3 separate regions of the Mus musculus genome follow, and all the other regions are linked to region 1. The links are chromatin contacts, called in public HiChIP or PLAC-seq maps. All regions are on one chromosome and are shown on one strand. Each heading gives the region's core, a stretch centred on a gene start, on an enhancer-like site or on the middle of the called end of the contact. The rest is flanking DNA. Distances are from core to core; before and after follow the strand shown.

Evidence for each region. HiChIP or PLAC-seq counts read pairs in DNA pulled down with a chosen protein or histone mark.
Region 2: a BATF HiChIP or PLAC-seq map of CD8 T cells shows a contact between it and region 1, with 8 read pairs. The contact joins two enhancer-like sites. A contact is called at or near these places in 1 of 15 datasets of contacts at CTCF or cohesin (the NIH/3T3 cell line), 1 of 484 Hi-C or Micro-C datasets (cerebellum) and 3 of 115 datasets of contacts at active chromatin or transcription factors (CD8 T cells, Th17 cells and regulatory T cells).
Region 3: an H3K27ac HiChIP or PLAC-seq map of regulatory T cells shows a contact between it and region 1, with 10 times the contacts expected there. The contact joins two enhancer-like sites. A contact is called at or near these places in 2 of 15 datasets of contacts at CTCF or cohesin (CD8 T cells and the NIH/3T3 cell line), 18 of 484 Hi-C or Micro-C datasets (the C10 cell line, CD4 T cells, CD8 T cells and 8 more), 10 of 115 datasets of contacts at active chromatin or transcription factors (the 230-238 cell line, CD8 T cells, Th17 cells and 4 more) and 3 of 9 other capture datasets (adipose tissue, liver and pancreatic islet).

Annotation. Positions count from the first base shown.
Region 1 is chr8:81,496,137-81,499,475 of GRCm38.p6, reverse strand. All of the region lies in intron 2 of Inpp4b (inositol polyphosphate-4-phosphatase, type II), which reads right to left. Among named protein-coding and RNA genes, the nearest start is that of Gm51582, 160 kb to the right of the region's middle. Within about 2 kb of position 1,540, at least 25 of the 459 cell types and tissues checked have an H3K27ac peak or open chromatin away from gene starts, as enhancers often do. A contact at or near this core is called in CD8 T cells, the G1E-ER4 cell line, Th1 cells and 5 more, where this site is marked.
Region 2 is chr8:81,879,918-81,883,256 of GRCm38.p6, reverse strand. All of the region lies in intron 8 of Inpp4b (inositol polyphosphate-4-phosphatase, type II), which reads right to left. Among named protein-coding and RNA genes, the nearest start is that of Gm25267, 270 kb to the left of the region's middle. Within about 2 kb of position 1,561, at least 9 of the 459 cell types and tissues checked have an H3K27ac peak or open chromatin away from gene starts, as enhancers often do. A contact at or near this core is called in CD8 T cells, Th17 cells and regulatory T cells, where this site is marked.
Region 3 is chr8:81,781,491-81,784,829 of GRCm38.p6, reverse strand. All of the region lies in intron 7 of Inpp4b (inositol polyphosphate-4-phosphatase, type II), which reads right to left. Among named protein-coding and RNA genes, the nearest start is that of Gm25267, 370 kb to the left of the region's middle. Within about 2 kb of position 1,834, at least 27 of the 459 cell types and tissues checked have an H3K27ac peak or open chromatin away from gene starts, as enhancers often do. A contact at or near this core is called in CD8 T cells, the G1E-ER4 cell line, Th1 cells and 5 more, where this site is marked.

The DNA of each region.
Region 1 (3,339 bases), core at 291-2,790:
TTTATTGCTGAAAATTAAATTCAATGTCTGACTATCACACACCAAGTACACATTATTATCACTGAATTATATACCAGTCCATGGAGCCATTTTCATACAGAAATACTGATATCTAGCTTTGCTGAGCAGAGACAAATATGTCTAAAATAGTTGAATTTGAAGAACTTGCTCAGGGATAATATTTCAGTCTACTTTAAGTACTTCTATGCTGCTGTGGAAGGTTGAACATGCTTGGCCCATGCGAAGTGATACTATTAGGAGGTATGGTCTTCTTGGAGTAGATGGGACCCTGTTGGGGGAAGTACATCACTGAGTTTTTGAGGTGAGTTTTGAGGTTCTATGCTTCAGTTCCATTCAGTATGGAAGAGAGCCTCCTCCTAGCTACCTGCAGAAGAGAATCTCCTTCTGCCTGCCTTCAGATCAAGATGTAGAACTCTCGGCTCCTCTAGCACCATGTCTGCCTGAAAGCTGCCATGCTTTCTGCTATAATAATGGACTGTACCTCTAAAACTGTAAGCCAGTCCCAATTAAATGTCCTTATAAGAGTTGCTTTGGTCATAGTGTCTCTTCAGAGCAATGAAACCTTAACTAAGACAGAAGTGTTGTTTAGAACAGGTTTCCTAACTCCTTCTAGGACTGACCCCTCATCTACACACAAAAAAGATATCAGACCACGCTTAAAGTGGAGCGTGTGGGAGAACAGTACGTGGCCTGCACACTGTCTCCTACTCTATGTGTGAACCTATTTCTATAATTTAGCTAACAAACTTTGAAATATTTCTGATGTCCTATATTGTCAGAAGTGACTGCAAAAAAAATAACCCTCATAAAGTGACACAGTCACTTTAAACCCAAGAAAAAATTTAATAATCCTATCTGAAGCATTAATCTTTGCTAACAGAGACACTTTCTCATAAGTGATAATTCTGTGTTCAAAATTCCATCACAGTGAATAAAAAGTTTCTTCTTTTTAAAAAGATGAGTTAATATCATAGAACAAAGGTAATGAATTTTTCACTCAGTTACATTAAATGGTTGGACATCGATTCTATATCAGCCAGATTTCCTGTTAAGAGGTCAGTATGTAGCAAAGGTGAAAAGATTTTTCTTAAACATATTATTAAGACTAAGGTAAGAGCTTCAGGAAGACAAAAGTAAAATGTACCCCCCCTGTTTTCACAATGAGTCCAGTGAGTGCCATTAAATAATTGAGCATGGGTGGGGTCTGATGCTTACGGTTTATAGTTTATGTGTGTGTGTGTGTGTGTGTGTGTGTGTGTGTGTGTGTGTGTGTGTGTGTGTATGCATATATATATAATTTCTTATGGAATGGTTCAGTTTTATGCAGCCTATCTCATCCCCAGTAGAATGGAAGAAAGTGTACCACTGTTCTTTATATCCATTAGAGGTAATGAGTACTGAAACAGAAAGGGACTTTCTGCTTAGAGATCAAAAAGCTGTTGTTCCAAACCACACAGCTTTAGAGAACACTGGAAACACTCTGGTAGTGAAGAGTTGGCTAGACATGACAGGGACCACGCAGTCTCTGTTTGTTCTGGTAGCACTCATTGTGCCAAAATTTGAGCATAACCATCAGTGTCTGTAGCACTGCCATGTGGAAAACACACATATGCAAACCCTGGCACTCAGTAGTCAGTTGCCATGACTGATCTTGAGAGAAAAAGAGAGTAATACCCCCAAAACCAATGAAGATATCTCAGTAAGAGTGGGTAACACAGGAAGCTCTGTCTATCACAAAGAGGACTCAAGGTGTCACCCGCAATACAGGATGAGTCAAACAGCAAGATAAAGAAGCAAGAAGAGACAAAGCATAGAAACTTGTTGCACAGTAGACACTCTTTTTTAAAAAATAAATCATTTAATCCTTTTTTACAGTCTAGCTGTCATCCCCTTCCCTGTCTACTCTCTGACTGTTCTCTATCCCATTCCATCTTCACAAGGATGCCCTCAATCCCCAGCTCCCCACACCACTATACTTTCCCACTCCCTGGGGCCTCCAGCCTCTTGAGGGTTAGGTGCATCTTCTCTGACTGAGTGGAAACCTGTAAGTCCTCTGCTGTGTATGTGTCAGGGGCCTCATATCAGCAGGTATATGCTGCCAGGTAGGTGGCCCAGTGTCTGAGAGATCTCAAGGGTTCAGGTTAGCTGAGACTGCTGGTCCTTCTACAGGATCACCCTCCTCCTCAGCTTTTTCCAACTTTTCCCTAATTCAACCACAGGGGTCAGTAGCTTCTGCCTGCTGGTTGGGTGCAAATATCTGCATCTGACTCTTTCAACTTCTTATTTGGTCTTTCAGAGGGTGGTCACAATAGGCCACTTTTTGTGAGTTCTCCATAGCCTCAATAATAGTGTCAGGCCTTGGAACCTCTCCTTGAGCTGGATCTCAATTTGGGCCTGTTGCTGGATCTCCTTTACCTCAGGCTCTTCTTCATTTTTGTCCCTGCAGTTCTTTCAGGCAGGAAAAAATATGGGTCAGAGTTTTTGACTGTGGGATGGCAACCTCTGCTGCAGGTGGGCTCTATGAGTTCCCTCTCTGCACTGTAGGGCATTCACTTTAATGTCCCTCCCTTTGAGTCCTGAAAGTCTTCTACCTCCCAGGTCTCTGGTACATTCTCCATCTCCACTCTCCTGAGGTTATCTGTTTCCATTCTTTCTGCTGGCCCTCAGAGCTTCATACCTTAAAAATGTTAACAAGACAAAGAGCGCAAGTGAGGATGCCTCAATCCCACTTGGGAGGAAGAAGAAAGCAATCGCAGAAGGGAAAGGGAGGGACCTGAGTAGGAAAGAGGACATGGAGGGGACGAGAGGAACATGATCAGATATTGGGTGGGTGGTAGCAGACACTCTTGAAATTGAAAGTTACATCATGGATAACTGGAGCTGGAGTTTGGAGTTCTATTGATAGATACTGTGCTGAAACTACTTAGAGATGGCTAGTTTCCAGCAGTAAATCAAGAGAGAACATCTGCTTAGAGAGCTTTAATTACATTGTGTTCTATAGCAAGCAGTGTATACAATGGTAGAGGAATAATATATAATTTAGTAAAACTATCTCTCCATACATACTTTATTTAAATCCTGTATAACCATGATATCTGTCACCGCTTTAAATTCATGGGACAAAAGAAAACTTCATATGAAAATTTCTGAACTTATTGTCATAGAATATACAGAGTTGCAGTTCTCTGCAGGTGTTTGCCATGGACACTAGTTAAAGTTAACTTTCACCAGCACTATGTGCAGAGCCCTGTGTCTTGTTTTTGAGAAGTCCTAAAACACAAGTCCTCCTTCATTATCTTCCACCAGTCTTAGCTCACT
Region 2 (3,339 bases), core at 312-2,811, 380 kb before region 1:
GCCCTTTCGCCTTGTGAAAACAGGGTTGTGCTATTCCAGAGATCTGAGCCTGGCTGCCTCACTGTCTGGGGTTAGACACTAATTATCTTGGCTACTGTGTCCTATTCTGAAATTTGTATAACTTTAGTCTGAGTGTTGATGCTGTATATAATTTAACCAGCACCTTGTGAATATGGCTGTGTCGTTATAAGAGGTATCAGAAAAGAAATAAGAAAATTAATGTAGTTTATCAAAATGCTAATTAAAGAATGACTAAATTAAGTGAAAAGGATATACAATTCTGTTACTAGATCATGGCAGTTTCTTCTAGTAAAACAAAATGCAGCAATTAAAATGTACCTAAAGAAACTGGAATAGAAAAGTCCTACTGATATTTGTACAACCAAACTCACATTGCAATAAAATAAGCATTTTTCACATTGAAAAATATGATTTATTGTTAAATAAAATGTTAAATGTCTTACTAAGATATGAAATAAATGCTTCTTATAATTGTAAAACCAATATGAATTAAAATATCAACTTCAGTTTTGAAATAAAAATAGAAAAAATTCACCTTGTATGTGTGTGTGTGTGTGTATATATCCGTGTATTGCAAGTGTGGGAGTGTGAAGTATGATCTTCATAGTATAGAAAACAATACTAATGTTAATTCTGAGAAAATTTTACATAATTCACTTTATCATGTTCTGTTTAAATATGTCAAAACAAGGTGTTCCAAGTCATAAAATAGCATATGTCTGAATAAAGATTTAATCATTATTTGTATAGGTACTACCAATTACTGCTTCCTTGAAAGGTATAGATATTCCTCCATGAAACTGATTACCCATCACACAGATAGCTTTTAATTCTTAAAGATAATTATTTGAATGTTTTTGGCTTGAGCACACTAAGCTATTCTAATTTTAAGAAATGCAATGCCTGTGTATAACACTGAATTTTCTCTCTCAAGTAGCACACACATTACATCTGAAGATGCCCCCCCATCCTCTCTCTTCCAGGGCTGAGCAATAAAAGAATTTATGACATAATGGGTACATATATGTACTTGAGGACTGAGTTGGGCATGTCAAGGGAAGCTTTGCTTTCCTCAGTTGTGACTCAATTCTTCTTCTGTAGGCTGGTTCCTATGAGATGATAAATGGAAGGTGTTCAGCCCTCTGTATGACACAGGTGGCTACTTTTCCACTTCAACCTGATGGAAGCAACTATGAAGCAGCGGGCACAAACAGAGACTCTACACCCATTAGTGTGCACCGCATTCAATGCAGTTCACCCCAGAAATGTTACTGAAATGGATAGAAAGACTGTGCCCAAAGATGACGGTATCTCATAGCATCTTCAGGAGTATTTGAATGTTAGAGCATACAGGAGCTTAGTTCTGCTGTGAAGTTTAAAATCCTAATGGTGGGGAACAAATGACTCACTTTTGCAATCCAAGAGAGATTTCTCTAAATGCTAAAGCAGATGAATAGTCAATGCACGAGGTGTGTATGTGTGAAGGGGTGTTTTTGTGGGGGAGGGGCAGAGGTTGTGCACACCCACTTTCATGGTTACTTGTATATTTCTGAACCACTGATCTTTTGTTCCCTTTGAAAAACATCTGGCTACTTGCTCAGTGACCTACTACTGCCTTGTGTGTTTCCTGTCTTAGCCCCTGTAACAGTGGTTCTCAACCTTCCTAATGCCGTGATCCTTTAATGCAGTTTCTCATGTTGTGCTGACCCCCAGTCATACAATTTTCATTGCTACTTCATAACTGTAATTTTTATGCTGTTGTGAATCATAATGAAAACATTTGTGTTTCCAGATGATCTTAGGTAACCCCTATGAAAGGGTCATTTAACCTCCAAAGGGTGGTAACCCACAGGTCGAGAACCACTGCCCTATATACTTCTTTTAGCTACTAATTGGATTAAGAGTAAGGCTCTTGCTTTGACTAAAATTCTACATCTAATTCTATCTCATAAAGCTTTACATAGGCATCTGTTTAAAGTTTTCACAAGTGCACACCCCCTCCTGAGATTTGTGCCACACAGAGGTGAACCTGGTTATAAACTATAGAACTGAATTCATGACACCCCAAATCTGGATAAGCCCTTTAATTGAGCTAAAATGTAAAGTTCATTTTAGATTCTTAATTGCTCTACAACAGTTTCCCACCCAGAGCACAGCCATCAATGCCCTCTTAGTTGGCCACAGTTCATGTACCTAAAGATGGTTAGAAAACAAACAAACAAACTTCTTAAAGATTTAGAAATATATGGATTTTGTGTTGTTGTTGTTGCTGTTGTTTTTCAGATTGGGAACCAAACCCAAATTTTCTTTTATTTCAACAGTACTCTTCATACCATTTCACAATGCCTTCCAAATATCCCACCACACATGAAGAGGCAAAATCATGCCTTTTGTGTGCTGCACTGCTGGCTCATTAAAACCAAGAAAAGCACAAAAGAAGAAAGAGAGGGAAAACTCACACCCCCTGCGATGCTCAGTGCTCCCACCAAAATATCCAGTCCCTTTCTGTCATCGAAGGAACTTAAATATTTAACTGTGATAATGTGTGGAAGAGAAAGAAATGACGATTTCAGCAACACAAATCTACACACCCTTCCTACCTAGGCATTCTGAGACATGGAGTACAACACTAATGGAGGCTCTTAAAAATCTACCTTTAAAATAACCACCCAGTGCTTCCTAATGAAATATTCAATCGCACATGCTGAACATACATCTGTTTTTAGAAGACAGAGGAAATGTAAAACAGTCGTTAATGACACTCATTCTCTGAGTTTCTGCCCTACATATTTTGCCATCCTTTAACAGATCAAAAGGAAAAAGAAGAGAAAAAAACACTCCTGAAGATGTTAAACATCAAAATGTAAATAACTCCTCTCTTCTGGAAATGCCACTGCAATGCAAACTAACAAATGCCTCTGTAAACATCCAGGGGAAAGCCATCATTAGCACTGTCAGGTTCTGTGAATATCAAGCAGTTCCGGTGTCACACTCAGGGATTTGCAGCTGCGAAACACACTCTGCATCTAAGCCATCTAGACATGTAGCTAGGAAATGAAAAATCTCATCTGGACAAGAAAATAAACAAAGGCCATATGTAGCAGGGAAGGTGAGTCTTCCTGGTTCATATATTTAGACTGTAGGGTTAACCCGGGTTGTATGGAAGTGAGAAGTCCATGTAGGAAGATAACTGAAGATGTCTGCACTCTGAACGGCAGACATGAATATTCATAACCACAGAAGTCTTCCAAGCAAGTAGTGGAGGATTAGGTCCAGTAGGTCTCTGTGGTTTAGCCTATATACTCTATTGTGTAATCT
Region 3 (3,339 bases), core at 585-3,084, 290 kb before region 1:
ACCCTGCGACAGTAAATCTAGAATCCTTAGAGAAATATTTTTTGTAAAATGATTAGAGATGTTCCCATTGACGCTCAAAATATATGATAAAACACTCCCATGGAAAATATGACAGATACATGTAGAATGAATTTGATTTAGCATGTTACTCACTGACATGTTATCATTTAAGTGTTAAGAGCACAGACTCTGGAGCTGAGCAGCTACTCAAACCTTAACTTTTAGTTAAGGTCTCATGAAACTTGGATGAATGCTTTCTCTGCCTGTGCCTCAGGATCCTTACTTAGACAATGAGGATCATCCAATGGTGTCTCTCTCCTTTTGGCATATTCTAGAGGTTAAGTGAAAAAACATGAGATACAGAATACCAGATGGCTTGTTATCCCATCATGCTTGTTTGTTAGTTGGCATGATAGAGCATAGTATGTGAAAAATGCAATGTTATGATGGTCAGTATGGGGAAGATTGCATTCTTAAAATATAAATAGCTGAGCATGGTGGCACATGACTGTAGTTCCAGCTACTATATTCTTGTGAGACTGAAATTGAAGGGAGGTTCACTTAAACTCGAGTTTGAAATTAGCTTGGGAAAGATAGTGAGAATTGAAATAATTAATAATAATAAAAATAATAATAATAGTTCAAAGAAGAAGGGAGGAGGAGGAGAAGGAGGAGGAGGAGGAGGAGGAGAAGGAGAAGGAGAAGGAGAAGGAGAAGGAGAAGGAGAAGAAGAAGAAGAAGAAGAAGAAGAAGAAGAAGAAGAAGAAGAAGAAGAAGAAGAAGAAGAAGAAGAAGAGGAAGAAGAAGAAGAAAAAGAAACCTTCTCTGGTTATTATTAAAACAAACACTTTTCCATTGTTAATTACAGGATTAAGTACAACTGAAGATAAAAGACTGAACTAATGAGATGGCTCAGAGGGAAGATACACCTGCTGCCAAGCTTGATGCCCTTGGTTTAACCTGAAACTCATATGATGGAAGGAGAAAACCAGACCTCAAAGTTGTCCTCTGATCTCTCTATGTGCCCCTGAGAGCCTGCCCTGCCCTACTTAATAAAAACATGTAGCAATTGTTTTAATTATAGAAGATGAAGGCCTGCAGTAACAACAACTTGTTCTTATTGAACAGCGACTGTTTTGCAATGATGATCTTTACTTTGTCTTTACAAACTTATTCTAGTTCTCCCTCGTTATACTAACTTGTCAATGGAAATCCAGATACACTAAGTGACTTGGCCCCTGTTCACAAAATCAAAGATTGGAGCCCAGATATTAATCCAATGCACAAGCTTAACAGTAATGTCAGAGTGCTTTTTAAAGAATCAGTGTGCTTTCATGTTAACATTCACTTATGTAAACGAGCTGGATTTGTCATTAGCAAAAGTGAATATTTTTGAAGACGTAAAATAGTGACATTGATTTGTAATAAAAGGGGGAGCTTTCCAGACTGCAGTGTTGCTGAGCTGATTCAAGCAAATGGCATGCATGCCACTGCCAAGTGACATTTCTGGCTCAGTCTTCCTTCTATCCTTCTATCCATTTCCATGTTTACTTTGTAGCCTTGGTTTTATCTAACTAGTCAGAAAAATTTGTGTTATCAGTGTAAATAGGAAGAGATAACTAGACAGCCTGGTCTCCTTCACACCTGAAGAGCCACAATGATACTTGAAGTGGAAACTTCTAGATTGTTTGGAAAGTCAGTTATTTCAAATGATGTTTTGCTGGGGCACACAAGTGAAAGGATGTTTTGCTGGAGAGGACTGTCTTCCACACAGGTGGAAGGATGTTTTGCTATAGCAGACACATGAAAGGAGCCATGATGAAGGAGTGCAAATATAACCCCACAGACAGTGGGGGAGGGAGCATCGAGCATTGGCTTCCTTTGCTCTGCCTGTTCGTTAAAGACACATATGCGTTGGTTCAACTTTCCTAGTATTGTTGAGCCCCATTTGTGGTAATGCTGCCATTTAGAGAAACTTGCCAAAGAACTGCTCGTGAGGTTCCTGTGACTTGACTTCTTGCTGCTTCAGTGGCCTCAAGTTGGTTGGTGAGCCTTGTGGTTTCTTCAGAATTGGACTACAGCTGCTGGTTTGTATTTGGTGTTTGCTACAGGATTGAACTTCTGACAAAGAAGACTGAGCTAGCCCCCAAAGAACTATTTATAAACAGGTCAACTTCCCCCATATCCTAATAAATTGTCTCTTAAATGAGCTAGGTCCAAAGTGGGCATACTATTATATTTTATTTGGAAAAGTGATCCAAAAAAGGAATTGAAACATAATTGATGTTGCATATGAAAGTTTGCAAATTAAAGTTTACAAAGTAAAATTTGGATAATTAGTCTAAAATCTTTCCTAAGACATTCCAGCTCTCTCCTCTTGAATGCTACTTTGTACTACTCCAAGATTTATGTGAACTCAGCCCAGGTTGCTCCATGGCCTAAGACACATGACCATATGTTATCAGTACAGGCTAAGATAGTGATATCTTTCCATGTTCCCCCTGACATACATCCTTCCACTTCTGATTGAGATTCAGCCTTGGTGGTCTTATCACTCCCTTTAATTTTCAGCCACTCTTTAACTAAGGATTTTCTGAGAGGTCAGTGACAGCAAATCACTAAATGCAGTGTTATTCACCTTCCTGATCTCTGCAGATCTGGCAGTCTATCCCATTATCTCCATCTGAAAAACTTTTATAATCTGAGTTTCACTTCTGCTATCTTCTGCCTTGCTCCTTCTTTTTTCTTTTCTTTTTTTTTCCATTTTTAATTAGGTATTTAACTCATTTACATTTCCAATGCTATACCAAAAGTCCCCCATATCCACCCACCCCCACTCCCCTGCCCACCCACTCCCCCTTTTTGGCCCTGGTGTTCCCCTGTACTGGGGCATATAAAGTTTGCAAGTCCAATGGGCCTCTCTTTCCAGTGATGGCCGACTAGGCCATCTTTTGATATATATGCAGCTAGAGTCATGAGTCCTCACTTGTAACAGAGCCCAACCACTGCTAATTCCTAATGTGCCATTGTGTTTCAAGGCTCTAGTCTTACCATGGACTAGTTCCTCATCCTATTTTTCTTGTTTTTGAAAAAATCTTTCCTTTTTCAAGGTCACTTCTGTAAGCTACCTCCCTTATCTTTATTTCAAACCCACTGTTACTTTCTTAATCCAAAATCATTCCACTTTGCTGTGTTTCATACTTCCTAGTTCAAAGAGGGGAGGATAGACACATCAGGCAGAGTCCTGGCTAATGAGACTCAAGGAGGGCATGGGAGTGTGCTTCCTAGCAGAGAGAGGGCAGATGAAACCTTTCTTTGATAATGAAACACAAAGCCCTA